3 separate regions of the Rattus norvegicus genome follow, and regions 1 and 3 are each linked to region 2. The links are chromatin contacts, called in public Hi-C maps. All regions are on one chromosome and are shown on one strand. Each heading gives the region's core, a stretch centred on a gene start, on an enhancer-like site or on the middle of the called end of the contact. The rest is flanking DNA. Distances are from core to core; before and after follow the strand shown. Region 1 holds the start of Mfn1 (mitofusin 1). Region 2 holds the start of Actl6a (actin-like 6A). Region 3 overlaps Mfn1 (mitofusin 1).

Evidence for each region. Hi-C and Micro-C count contacts between places; a contact is called where the count stands out from the background.
Region 1: a Hi-C map of frontal cortex shows a contact between it and region 2, with 2.7 times the contacts expected there. The contact joins the promoter of Mfn1 here to the promoter of Actl6a in region 2. A contact is called at or near these places in 3 of 12 Hi-C or Micro-C datasets (the A7r5 cell line, frontal cortex and mammary epithelial cells).
Region 3: a Hi-C map of Schwann cells shows a contact between it and region 2, with 2.8 times the contacts expected there. The contact joins the enhancer-like site here to the promoter of Actl6a in region 2. A contact is called at or near these places in 2 of 12 Hi-C or Micro-C datasets (the A7r5 cell line and Schwann cells).

The regions. Positions count from the first base shown.
Region 1 is chr2:117,240,472-117,245,020 of GRCr8, forward strand. Mfn1 (mitofusin 1) reads left to right here and starts at 1,287. Exons shown (of 19, transcript NM_138976.2): 1 at 1,287-1,502; 2 at 2,045-2,073; 3 at 3,774-3,892. The coding sequence starts at 3,781.
Region 2 is chr2:117,417,966-117,422,131 of GRCr8, forward strand. It overlaps Actl6a (actin-like 6A), which reads left to right and starts at 2,766. Exons shown (of 14, transcript NM_001039033.1): 1 at 2,766-2,864. The coding sequence starts at 2,840.
Region 3 is chr2:117,265,592-117,270,043 of GRCr8, forward strand. The region is part of intron 10 of Mfn1 (mitofusin 1); the gene reads left to right. Among named protein-coding and RNA genes, the nearest start is that of Mfn1, 26 kb to the left of the region's middle. Within about 2 kb of position 1,835, at least 1 of the 93 cell types and tissues checked has an H3K27ac peak or open chromatin away from gene starts, as enhancers often do. A contact at or near this core is called in Schwann cells, where this site is marked.

The DNA of each region.
Region 1 (4,549 bases), core at 37-2,536, 180 kb before region 2:
ACCCTCATCCCTCATCTTTCCAACACTCCACCATGCTTGTCTTTTTTTTTTTTTTTTTTTTTTTTTTCCGGTGCTGGGGACCGAACCCAGGGCCTTGCGCTTGCTAGACAAGCGCTCTACCACTGAGCTAAATCCCCAACCCCTCAGAGCGGTCTGTGCTCTTTTTCTTTCTTCTTCTTTTTTTTTTTTTTTTTTTTTTGGAGCTGGGGACCGAACCCAGGGCCTTGCAAGCGCTCTACCACTGAGCTAAATCCCCAACCCGCAGTCTGTGCTCTTAACCGCTAAGCCATCTCTCCAGGCCATGCTTGTCTTTTATTTTATCCATCTTACCACTGTGCTTTCTATGTCTTTGGACAGTTTTTCTCCAGAGATTCCCAGTAATGGTCCTGGAAAGCCCCGAGAAATGACATCATCCTTTCAGAAAACACACACCTATTTGGCTCCTCATTTCTTATTTTTCTTCGGACACTCTATCCTCTTGCCCTGTTTTTTGTCCATAATAGTAAGCCCAGTCCAAAATGACCTCATTCACTGTGCATGCTCGATAGTTACCTATCCAACAGAACCACAGTTTTTATTTATCTAGCTCTTTCAGGTGCCTATCAGTGTCTTAAGCACTTTACACACTTTCCCACAACTCATAAGGTAGGCATTTTTTTAGTATTTTATAGATGAGGTACCTGCCGTTCACAGAGATGAAGGGGCTTCCCTTGCAAAAGCATCTCATTTGCTAACAAACTCCCAGGACACCTGCTGTGGAAGCTCTCCAGGAAAGTGGAACACAGAGTCTTTGGGCTTTACCCTTGATCAATCAATCAACGGTTTAACAAGATTCCCAGGTGATTCCTAACAAAGTTTAAATCATGGACAAATTAATTTTCTTAAGTAACACCTCTTACAGTAAGTAGAAACACACAGCTCTCTCCAGTAACCCCAGAAAACCAATCAAGACCAGACTTTTCCCTGTTGGCTTGATAAACAAGAATCTACGTGGTTTTGGGACGCCCCCTCCCCACTTCTCCCCGCTACACCCCAAGATAACCATGGGCATCTTTTCATACATGGCGCCTTTGAACTTTGAAGACTCTGAAGGGAAAATACTCTGAAGGGGAGGAGTTATAAGATGGAACAGAAAACCCAGTGATTAAGAGTGCCTGCCCAAAACAAACCTCGCCTTCTACCCTGAAGGAAAATGGCACTCGCAATATATGCAGTTCCGGTTGCGGAGCAACAGCCAATAGGAGATCCGAATCACCGGAAGTATCCGCCCCCAGCCCCTCCTTTGGGCTCCTCCCCGCTCTCCGGCGGACGAGACAGCCAGGGAACTGTGGCGGAGCAGTGGTTGCTGGGTGACAGTCGGGAGCTGGGACGGAATGAGTGACCGCTGGCGGGTGGCGACGCCCGGGGTGACCTTCGAGCTCCGGACAGGCGCAGCGCGAGCGCCCTGACGGCAGGGCCGGGCAAGAACGACCGGCGGCCAGCCTGTGGGAAGGCCTGTCCAGGTAGGAATCCAGCCGGCTGGGCAGGCTTACGGCCCACGCGGCTTCCTCTCCCCACGCACCTCCTCCGCGCCGTCAGTTCAGGATTCTGGAGGGAGCCACCCTCCTGATGACCTCGGCGCTACGTTTGCCGGCATTAGTGTGTGATCGTTTTTGGTGGCTTTTCATGGGAGCTTCCAGGTTGAACGTCTTTCACTTTAGATTTAACATTACTTTTAAGTTTGGGGACTTTGGCTTGAAGCCTTCATGCCTCCTTTAGGTCTTGACCCCGTAATTGTGACGAAAGCTGCTGCCTTCTTGATGCTTGTACTGTATTGTGACCTGGACATTTTATTTTCTTCTCTACACCTCTAACTGGGAAAGTTAATAACTTAGTTATGTTTTGAGATCTTGGCTTCCTCTGACTAACCCAGGTCCCTGAAGTCCTTAAGAGTCACATGCACACAGTTTAGCTAAACTAGTTTGGAAAATAAATTAGGAAATACAACCAAGATTTCTGTCACTAGCCTTTACCGATTTTACATTTATTATATTTACTTTTCCAGAACTGAAGATTGGGCCCCTCACATGCTAGGTAAGTGCCTCTATACCCCTAAACTCATTTCTAAACGTCTGGTTTTGAGACAGAATGGACTAAGAGACCCAGGCAAGCCTTGATCTCACTCTGTTGACTCTGTAGACTTGAATTTTCAGATTTTTCTGTGTTAGGCTCCTAAGTAACTGGTTACAGGCAAAGGGGGGGGGCAAATTTCATGCGTTTTAGTGGGAGATCACCTAAGAGTGGTCTTTTGTTTCTGACTAACATGGTTTCTATAACTAAGTAAATAATACCAAAATGTATTTGATCTATTTGGTCAGGTTAATTTTTTGCTATTAGGGAATTGAGACATGTCAGGCATGAACTAGCAAGTATCAGAATAAGTATGATTTTAAAATGTTTGTTTTTAGATTTTTTATGTGTATGTTTTTCCTGCATTTATGTATGTATGTTTAACCACAGTTCCTGCCCAGTGCCCTTGGAGGTCAGAATAGTGCATAAGATCCCCTGGAACTGGAGTTACAGGTGGTTGCAAGCTACGGTGTAGGTCCCATAAACCTGATTTAAATCCTGAAGAGCAACAAGTGTTCTTAACCCCTGAGACATCTGCCTAGCCCCAGAAACATGCACATTTCAAATGTTTTTGTTTTTTGTTTTTGTTTATTTTTGAGACAGGCTTTCTGGTTGTCCTGGAACTTTCTCTGTAGACCAGGGTGGCCTTGAACTCACAGAGATCCGCTGTCTCAGAATGCTGGGACTATGCGTGCATCACCATTGCCCACCACTGCCCTGTTTATCATATGGTTTTTTTTTTTGGTTTTTTTTTTTTTGGTTCTTTTTTTCGGAGCTGGGGACCGAACCAAGGGCCTTGTGCTTCCTAGGTAAGCGCTCTACCACTGAGCTAAATCCCCAGCCCCTATCATATGGTTTTTAAAATAACATTTGATTTTTGTGTGGAGGCGTTAGACTTTCACAGTTTGGCTGTATAGTCTTACTGGTTGAACCATTTTGAAGGATTCAGAGTTTTTTGTTTGCTTGGGCTTTTTTTTTCTTTTTTCTTTTTTTCTTAAAGATTTACTTAGATATAAGTACACTGTAGCTGTCTTCAGACGCACCAGAAGAGGGCATGGGATTCCATTACAGATGGTTGTGAGTCACCATGTGATTGCTGGGAATTGAACTCAGGACCTGTGGAAGAGCAGCCAGTGCTCTTACCTACTGAACCGGCTCTCCAGCCCTTGTTTGGGTTTTTTGTTTTGAACAAGGTTTACCAAGGCTGGCCTCCTTCAGTCTTGTCACTGCTGGGATTACAGACCTGGGACACCACACCTCCTTTACCATTCACCTACTTCCTTATTTTATGTATAGGGGTATTTTGGCTGCATGTATGTGCAACCAAGTTTTGGTGTACCATGTGTGTACCTGGTGTCTGTGGAGGTCAGAGGAGGATATCTGAACTCCTGGAACTAGAGTCCTAGACAGTTGTGAGCTGCCATGTGGGTGCTGGAATAGAGCTGGGTCTTGTAGAAGAGCAGCCAGTTCTCTTTAACTGTTGAACCACCTCTTCATGCCGAGCTTTGGTGATGAGGAAAGCCCTGCTATGTTATGTTGTCCAAGTAACCCTGGATTTCCTGGCTTGAGTGCACCTCCTCCCTCAGCCTGTCCAGTAGCTGAGACCCCAGGCATTTATCACCCGGAGGCTAATGACTGCTTTTCTAACCTTTTTCTCACCCTAGGTGCATAATGGCAGAAACCGTATCTCCACTGAAGCACTTCGTGCTGGCAAAGAAGGCCATCACTGCGATCTTCGGCCAGTTACTGGAGTTTGTTACTGAGGGCTCACATTTTGTTGAAGGTTGGTGCCTCTTAACATAGTAAGATTACTGTTGAAAATGTACACAAATGTTTTATTATTTCAACTTTAGTTCTTCATTTTACCTTTTCGAGATCAGGCTTGCCTTGAAATGGCCGTGTAGCTTCTAATCCTGATCCTCCTGCCTCTGCCTCCTGAGTGCTGTGTACACACGCAGGTGTGTGCCCTGCCCAGGTTTAATTGTGGAATTCACACTGCTGTATTCTGGGAAGGATGAGTGAGCGAAAGCATTTCACAGGTCAGAAAAGAGTGTGCTCTGTAATAGTGGAGGAGCCTTTACTCTTCCTAAATAAGTAGGTAAGTGAGGACTGCCCTCATTTTAAAGGCACAGTGAAGATAAGCAACTTGCTCAAGGTCACAGAGCTGGAAGTGCCCTGCAGTCAGGGAGTCTATATGCGGCCAGTACTTGTCTCCACCCGGCTTTGTCAGTTCTCGTGAGGTGTGATTGCTTTGTGGGAGGATAAATGTTTACTTTCTGTTTGTGCAATCGCTCAAAGGTAGCCCCAGTTGTCTCACCACAGCATATTAATTTGGAGAGAGCCATTGGGATTTTTTCAGGTTTTAAGGAGATCTCTCCGTTAGGTTTATAACGAAAAGTGAGGAATTCCTTAGAATATCTCCAGTGACCATGGGGAAGCA
Region 2 (4,166 bases), core at 1,516-4,015:
CCAATCCTTGGGGTAGGTTCAGTGAGCTCAGGACGGTGTGGCCAACCCTGCTGAACAGCTCTGGTTTCTGTCCAGCTCTGGACTAGTGGAACAAACACTTGATTCTTCTTCAGCCCAAAGAGGTATTTTTAATTCTAGGGTTTATTCTCATATCCATGAGAGACGTTACAGATGGTATTGGTAAAGGATATCAATTTGTAAATCCATCAAACTTGTAAATGAATTGCTAGTGAAAGACCCCAGCTTAGCAGCAGTAACGCCATTTTGCAAGGCTGTACTTAAGATGACTGGTTCAGGGAAAGGTTAGAACACTGAGTACACAGCGGCTGCCAAGCAGGATGTGTTTGGTTGAAGGCCTGGCAACAGGACGACTTCGGTTGAGCACCTGACAATGAGAAAAGCCCGGGGAGAGGTCCCACACCCTGGTGGGGGGCCGAGTCAGCCGTTATGTTCCAAGAAGGTAGCTAAGAAATTTGCCCCCGGGCTGAACCCTTGGGGGGCCGAGTCAGCCGTTATGTTTCAGGAAGGTAGCTAGGAAACTCGCCCCCGGGGCTAAACCCTTGCTACATTAGAATCCACCAATTATATCCCTGTAACCATGCATCTGCTTCTGTATGCTTGCTTCTGCTCCCCAGAATCCTATAAAAAGCCCATCCTTGGTTCCGTGGGGCGCGCCAGTCCCCCGAGTGACTGAAGCGCCCGCAGGTGCCTGTGCCTGTGTATCCCGACAATAAACCAAATCCTCTTGCTGATTGCATCCTGTGGTGTCTCGGTCTGGTCTTTGGAGTTGGAGGGTCTCCATCCCGAGGGAAAGTTCTCCCTGAGAGCTTTTCACTAGGTATTAAAATCATGGTTTAACTGCATTACTGTAAATAAAGTAAAATAATGTCTCTTTAATATTTCATTATTGGAGCCATAGTATTTATGTATTGATCCTGTATTTATATATTTGAGCCAGGGTCTTGCTATGTAGCCACTATGCAGCCCTCACTGGCCTGGAACTCACTATGTAGACCAGACTAATTTCAAACTCACAGAAATCCATCTGCCTCCACCTCTTGAATTCTGGGATTAAAATTGTGTGCCACAATGCCTGGCTTGGAATCACAGTCCTTAATAACCCATCAGTTTAATTTAGTCAAACATGAAAACATAACTGGAAATAGAATTATTTTGGGGTGTTGACCGGCAGTGAGCACAGCACACAGCACTCAGGTGAGAAGTAAGCAATCCTTCCCAGCAGGTCACTTGGCAGTAACATGCTCTACAGCTCAACCAGGCACATAGCTTCAGTCACAGTGGCAAATAAGCCTGGCTATGCTCCAATAAAGCAGCTTAATGTTTCTGACACGGGAGTATCATAGCATTCTTAAAAACATCTTTGAATCATTCAAAATGTACTAATACCCAAGGTGGCACGTGCCTATAACTCCAGTACTCAGGAGGCAGAGGCAGGAGGATTACAGCTTGGAGACTAGCCTGGCCTATACCATGAGACCTTGTCTCAAAAAACCCAAACCTGAACCATCATTGTGAGCTCAAAGCACAGTGTCAAGTGAACAGGAAAGCGGTTTCTTACTTGCATTATTCCTGACCCTATGACAGGTCAATTTCTGCCACCTGGATGGCATGGAAATGGATGAAATTTTATTCAACCCTTCTAAGGTTGCTAGTAACGCTTGCACTAGACACTTCAATTTAAGCACTGCTACCAGTTACAGAGAGAGCTACATTATACTTGAGTTTTGGACCTTTTGTTATGTAGATCAAGCTAACTAAAGCCCAGAGAAGCAGAGGGACAAATTGTTGCACTTATTGTTTTGGGGACAGTGTTCTGGACACTGATAGAAACATAGTCTAAGAACAGTAGACACAGATTGGGGATATATTTACAAACGGGTGTTTCTCTGAATGGTGCTCCACTTGCTTGGTGAATGATTTTCACAGAAATGAAAGAAACCAAAGTAATGATTTTTAAATGCTATCTGAATCTAGCTGGGAAAACATATGATCTCTTATTATAATAGCCATTTTAAAAAATGATGAATCCGATTATTATATCTGATTTGCCGATTACTTCAAAGTGTAGTACACATTTCTTTTTCAAGTATAAATGTTAGTTGAAGTTTTTTCTGCTTAAAAAAAAAATCCAAATCCATCACAATCCCAGACCAGGAATCTCTTCGAGGTAACTAACTCAAATTCCAGATTCCTTGCAGATACTCTCCTTTCTCTGCCTAAGTTCCCATGGCTCCTGGGGAGCGGCCACACTTCAGAAGCAAGAGCGGTTGATGGCCCAAGGCAAGCCCCTTCCCAGTACCTAATTAACTCACTTTAGAAACCCGGTCCACTCCCGCACAAAGCTCCTCCCACTCGCCCGCCCACCTAAAAACTCCTCCCACTCCATTTGCGCGCGAAGCACAGTTCGCACCCTCTTGCGAAGCAGCCCCTCCCACAATCCCGTCTGCGTGTAGAAGCCCCACCCACTTCTCACCCGCCCGCGAAGCTCCGCCCCCTCCTGCCCGTTCCCCAACACCTTCCCTTCTTCCGTCGCTTCTCCCCATGGCTGCCTTCCATTGGTCAAGACGGCTAAACCGCGCAGGGATACAGCAGCACCACATTCTGATTGGCTAAAGACTAAGCCGGGCCTCTTGTCATTGGCTGACAAGAGAAACCAGCAAGAGTGGCTGTGCAGCGGGCGTGCGGCCGCTGCTTTGTTGCCGGAGGGGGCGGCGTTGGAAGTTGCAGGCTTACGGGGTCGGCATTCTTGGGGAGTCGAGTCGCGCCGCTGTTATCTTTCGCCCAGTAGTCTTCGGCCAGTCCCCGCCCAACAGTAGCTATGAGCGGCGGCGTGTACGGCGGAGGTGAGTGAGCGCAGAGGCGCCTCGGGGCGTGCGGGCCGGAACGACCGGCCCGGTCCCTGGTCTCTTCCGTTTCCCTCCGGTCCTCGGCGGGCCCTTCCGGTCTTTGGCCGGTGCTTCCGGTCCCCGTTTGGGCCATGGCCTCTCCTTCTCTTCGGACCCAGGGCCCGCGCTCAGTAGGTTTCCGGCTTGTACTGTTGCTGGTTCCGAGATGGCCTCAAGGAAGGGCCTTGGCGTGTCTTACACCTGGAGCTCCAGGACGGGCTGGACTCTGTTGGCAGTCACCTGGCACTCCGGGTCCCTCGCTGTACCGGTTCCGCCGCGGGTTAGTCTCGGGAAGCTCGCGGAGGTTCCGGGCCCTCCGGGTGGGCACTGGTTCTGAGTCGCGCCCGGTGTTGCGGCTTCCGACTGGACATCGTTCCAGGTGTGCCTGGTCCCTAGATGAGCGGAGCGTTGAGGTACAGGCTGCTGTTCCCCTGGCCAACTGGCCAGGAGTCTTTTTATAAATTGGCGATAACGAAATCAAGGCTTTCAAGCACTGGTTTTGTTTTATTTTAAAAGTAGTTAACTAGTTAGAGACTCCTCGCTAGGGTGGATGCCGACAGGAGATGGTGCTGCTATCCTGCACGTTAACGAAGAAGAAAGCATTGGGAAGAGTTAAACAACCAGCTCAAAGTTAAAAGACTTTCTTTGCAAATTGGGAGCAAATAGCTTCTGGATTGAGGCAAAGGCATTCCTTTCTCGGCCGTGTACCTGTAACATGCACCCCTAATGAGTTAAATAGTATACTCACACTATAAATTTATAAATGTATCGAGTCAGTAGATCTGTGCCCACACATTTTAACTGCTGTGTACTGTTTTGTAAGAACGAACTGTAGCAGTTTCTCTAACTGTAGTCATTTCCCTAGCAAGAAGTGTGACAAGAGTAACTACTACTATTAGCTAATATTTATCGGGCTTATTGCTTACCAGCACTATTTTAAGTATACATTAAAACATTGAAGACATTTAGTCATAGTATCCAATGAGATAAGTATTAAATACTCTTTACTGACCAAACTGGGGCAAAGAGGTTAGTAAATTACACATTTCACATAGTGTATTTGTCCCTTGTCTGTTGCCGTGATTAAAAAACAAAACAAAAATGACCAAGGCAACTTCTAGAAGGAAGAGTTTACTTTAGCTTATGATTCCAGAGGGATAAGAGTCCAGTATGAGGGAGGCATGGCATCTAGCAGCAGGCATGGTGGCAGGAGCAGGAGTCTAGGCTCACATATCCAACCTCAAGCATGAAGCTGAGAGC
Region 3 (4,452 bases), core at 585-3,084, 150 kb before region 2:
TTCTGCTCTGCACCTGTGCTCTCTCTTACTAGCTCACGGTACATGCTTGATTCCTAGAATGTCTCAGAAGAGCTGGGACTGGAGAGCATAGCTCTTGGATTGCAGAGCACTGGTTCCCAAACCTAGCTGATCAACAGAATTTGTGGCAGGGTGCCTTGAAAAACTCAGTCTCCTAATCTTCCCATTGACCTAAGGATGGCCTAAGAATGTGTGTATACACATACACACACACACACACATACACACACACACACACACACACACACACACACACACACATGTGCAAAGCTCCCAAATTGTAATGCAGTCTGATTTAGGAATATCCATAAGTCTGTATATGTGCACACACTACACATAGCTTGTAGTGCTGTGTTAGGCAGTGGTTCTAGCATTGAGCTCCATTCCCAGTGTCTTTTTAAAAAGTTGCTTTATTAGTATTGACCTCCCTCTTTCCCTCTCCCTCCCTCCATTTTCCATTTCCCTCTCCCTCTCTCTCCCCCTCCCTCCTCCATTTCCCATCTCCTCTGTGTGTGTGTGTGTGTGTGTGTGTGTGTGTGTGTGTGTGTGTGTTGGGTATCTGTGAGTGCAGGTGTATGTGTCAATCAGAGGGCAACTTTCTGGAATGTGGTTTTTATTTCCACTGTGGGTTCACAGGATTGTTAGGCTTGTATGTCAAGCACTTTTACCTGCAAAGCCACCTTGCTAGACTTGTTTTTGTTGTTGCTGTTGTTTTCCTAAGATTGAGTCTTGCTATATAGCTCAGACTGTTCTTGAACTCTTGCTAATAAGTAGGATAGACTGCCCTCTAACTCACAGTTCTCATTCATTGGCTCCCAAGTGCTGATATTATAGGTATGTGCCACCGTGCTTAGACCTAATGACTTGGCAGTTCATTTTAAAAATTCTAATAGGGCACTCTGGTTTCACTTTAAATTTTTTTTTTTTTAAGATTTTATTTTATTGTATATGAGTACACTGTAGCTGCCTTCAGACACACCAGAAGAGGGCATCAGATCTCATTACAGATGGTTGTGAGCCACCATGTGGTTGCTGGGAATTGAACTCAGGACCTCAGGAAGAGCAGTCGGTGCTCTTAACCACTGAGCCATCTCTCCAGCCCCCCTGGTTTCACTTTAAATCACATAAATCTTTTACTGTTTAAGATTTGTGATTTTCATCTGGGAATGTAAATGTTATATATGGGAAATTTGTTCACAGGCAGTAGCTGTTAGGCACGATCATGGGAATTGTCGGGGTTTATAGTTTGAAGCTTTGTTTAGAGCTGTGGTTATGCTAACATGGTAGTGCGTGCCTGTAACTCCAGCATATAGGAGGCAAGGCAAGGAGACTGGAAGTTAGAGGCGAGCCTACCGCAAAGAAAAATCATCTACAACCTGTAGTTAAAGGGGACTCAGAATCATTTCAAAATTTCAAGAGGAATGATCAGTAAGTTTTTTTATCTGTATACACTATTAAGAAGTACCAAATAATTTCTTGGTGCTTGAGTTGAATGAATTGTCAGTTAATTTCCTTGAAATTAATTTTTTTTTCTTATGTGGGAGAGAATGTGTGGGATGGGAGAGAATGTGTGGGGGTGGGAGAGAATGTGTGGGGGTGGGAGAGAATGTGTGGGGGTGGGAGAGAATGTGTGGGGGTGGGAGAGAATGTGTGTGGGTGGGAGAGAATGTGTGGGGGTGGGAGAGAATGTGGGGGTAGGAGAGAATGTGTGGGGGTGGGAGAGAATGTGTGGGGATGGGAGAGAATGTGTGGGGTAGGCTTGACGGCCAGCGGGGTGGTGTCAGATGCCTTGGAGCTGAGGTTGCAGGCGGCCATCAGCTGCCTGACTTGGGTTCTGAGAGCCAAGCTTGGATCTTGGGCAAGAGCAGGATCCTTAAGCACAGCCCTCTGAAGAGGGCTTTTTAAAATCTGTTGGTGACTTAAGATTTCTCTGTTGGTTGAGTTGGCCTTTCCTTCTGCTTTTAAGAAAAGGCGTGTGCCTGTGGCTTACAGTATCCAGTTCAGTTTTTACTGCCTTTATCTGCTTCACGTATTTATTCTTTCCTTTTGAAACAGGAGCTCGTTATGTAGCCTTAGTTGGCTTAAAACTCATTATGTAGACCAGGCTAGGCTCAAAAATCACAGACACTCGCCTGCATTTGCCTCCCATGGCTGGGATTACATTTTAGTTTTTAAAAAGTAATTAAGAATTATTTGATGGTTTCATACTTTTACATAACATATTTTAATCACTTTTAATCCTTCTCTCCTATTCCCTTCTCTCCTCACCTTCTGCTGGGAGTCGTTTGTCTGTTTCCTTTTGTTTTTTGAGATCAGTTTTCTCCGTGTATCCGACTGTCCCGGAACTCACGGAAACCTACTTGCCTTTGCCTTTGGTGTGCTGGGATTAGATGCTTACCACTGCCTGGCCTCATTTTTAATTACTATTTTAATAATTAAACTAGTTTTTATTATTGATATTTTCTTATTGATAAAGGAATTGTTTAAACTGATGTTTAGACTTTTTTTTCTTAATTTTTGTTTATTTCTTGATTGTGTGTGTGTGTTATAATCACTCAATAATGCCTTATATGCATTTTCTCTTTATATTTGAAGTTTATTTCTTTGTGGGCTTTTGATGAATTTAATCATTCCATTATCTTTTAATGATTTTTTTTAAGATTTATTTTTAATTGGTGGTGAGTGGGTATGCTGTTACAGTTGCCCAGAGGACAGAGGTGTGAGGTGTCCCTGAAGCTGAAGTGCTTTGAGCCATCTGAGTGCTGGCAGTCAGACTTGGATCCTGTGCTGGAGCAGCCTGTCCACTCAGCTGCCAAAGCTAGCTCTCCATTCCTACATCCTGGGAATCAGTGTGATCTTTGCATGGGACTAATTTGATTCAGGACCCAAGTATGTTTAACATACAGACTCTTGACTTAAACAAGGCTGGAAAGTTTTACTTTTTAAATGTGCTTGGGAGTGATCTTACTACGAGGACCTACCTCTGCACAGGCTTGTTTGTCACCGTCGCCTAGTCTTCATGGGTTTGCTCTGTGAGGAAGAAAGTGTCCCCTCCCCTCCCCTCCCCTCCCCTCCCCTCCCCTCCCCTCCCCTCTCCTCTTCTTTTCTCATGTTGTCTTTTCTGAGACAGGGTTTCCTATGTAACCCTGGCTAGCCTTGAATGTCCCCCTTTTTAAAAACACAAGTGTTGATGGTTTTTATTTTGGGTCATGGTCTCTGTTAAGCTGGCCTTGAACTCCTGGTCTGAATAACCACCCCACCCCACCCCAGTCAAAGTACTGGGGACACAAGTGTGACTCTGAGCCTGGTGTTTGGTAATGAGGTCCTAGAGATCGGACCTTGATATACAAGAGAAAGCCAAGTTCATGGCTGTAGTTCAGTGTCTGAGCCACTGTGGAGACTAGGTCAAAAGAGTCCCTGAACCCAGGGTCTCAGGGCTATCCTGCACAATTTACTGAGAAACAGTGAGACGGTTTCTTTAAACAAATAAACTGTGTGTGCATGTATGTATAAAAATAGTGCATATCTACCTGTGTGGTACATCTCAGTAAGAGTTAAGTTCATCCTCTCTTTTGCACTTTCAGTTTAAAACATACTAAAATAACATTCTTGGGTGTTTGTAATTGTATATTATTAATAAACCGACTTCTTTAGATGTTAATAAGAAATCAGAAAACTACCTGTGCTTATCATTTGTTTCTCAGTTTTTAAATTTGAAAGTCTACAGGATATTCTAACAAAATAGAATTGAGTAGTTGGTTAGTGTTTTCTAAGCAGAGTTCACAGAGTTCCTGATAGAGTAACTGCAAAGTGTGTACCGTGCACTCCTAGTGAAGACGTGTTCATTCAGGAGTGTTAGGACTTCCTCTGGAAGCTCCTTTAGGTCCTGGAGAAGGGCGTCTCTTCTTGTTTGCTCACCAGTGCGTGACTTGAGTCAGTGCCTCCTGGGCCTGGCAGTCGGAGGCCTCTTCACTCCGTCTAGTCAGCTCTAACGCTGTGCTGTCTTCTGTGCGCTAGGTCTTCATTGCTGACATCTAGATCTGCTTCATCGAGGAACCTTTCTGTTAATTTTTTCTTCTAAAATTACTTTTATGCTTTTGTTATAATTTTGTGGAAATTGGTTTGGCACATTTGCAGGCAGTTAGTTAAAAGACAATCAAAGCTGAGTTTAATCATTTAGAAATCAGTAGCTAATAAGTCAGTTGCTTACAGCTGGGTAATGGTCAGTGGTTCTAATGAAGGGAATGTCCAAAGAGGTTCTCTGCTTTAGACTAATAGAACAGGAACAGAGCAGCTTTCTTGCCAGTAGAAGTTCTGGGAATGATTGGGCTGTCATAACAAGCTGTTGACTAAATGAATGGCTCTCATGTTCTCAGCCTAAAGAAAGGAATTGTTCTGTTTTCCATACCTCAAACAAATATTGAAGAAAGAGCT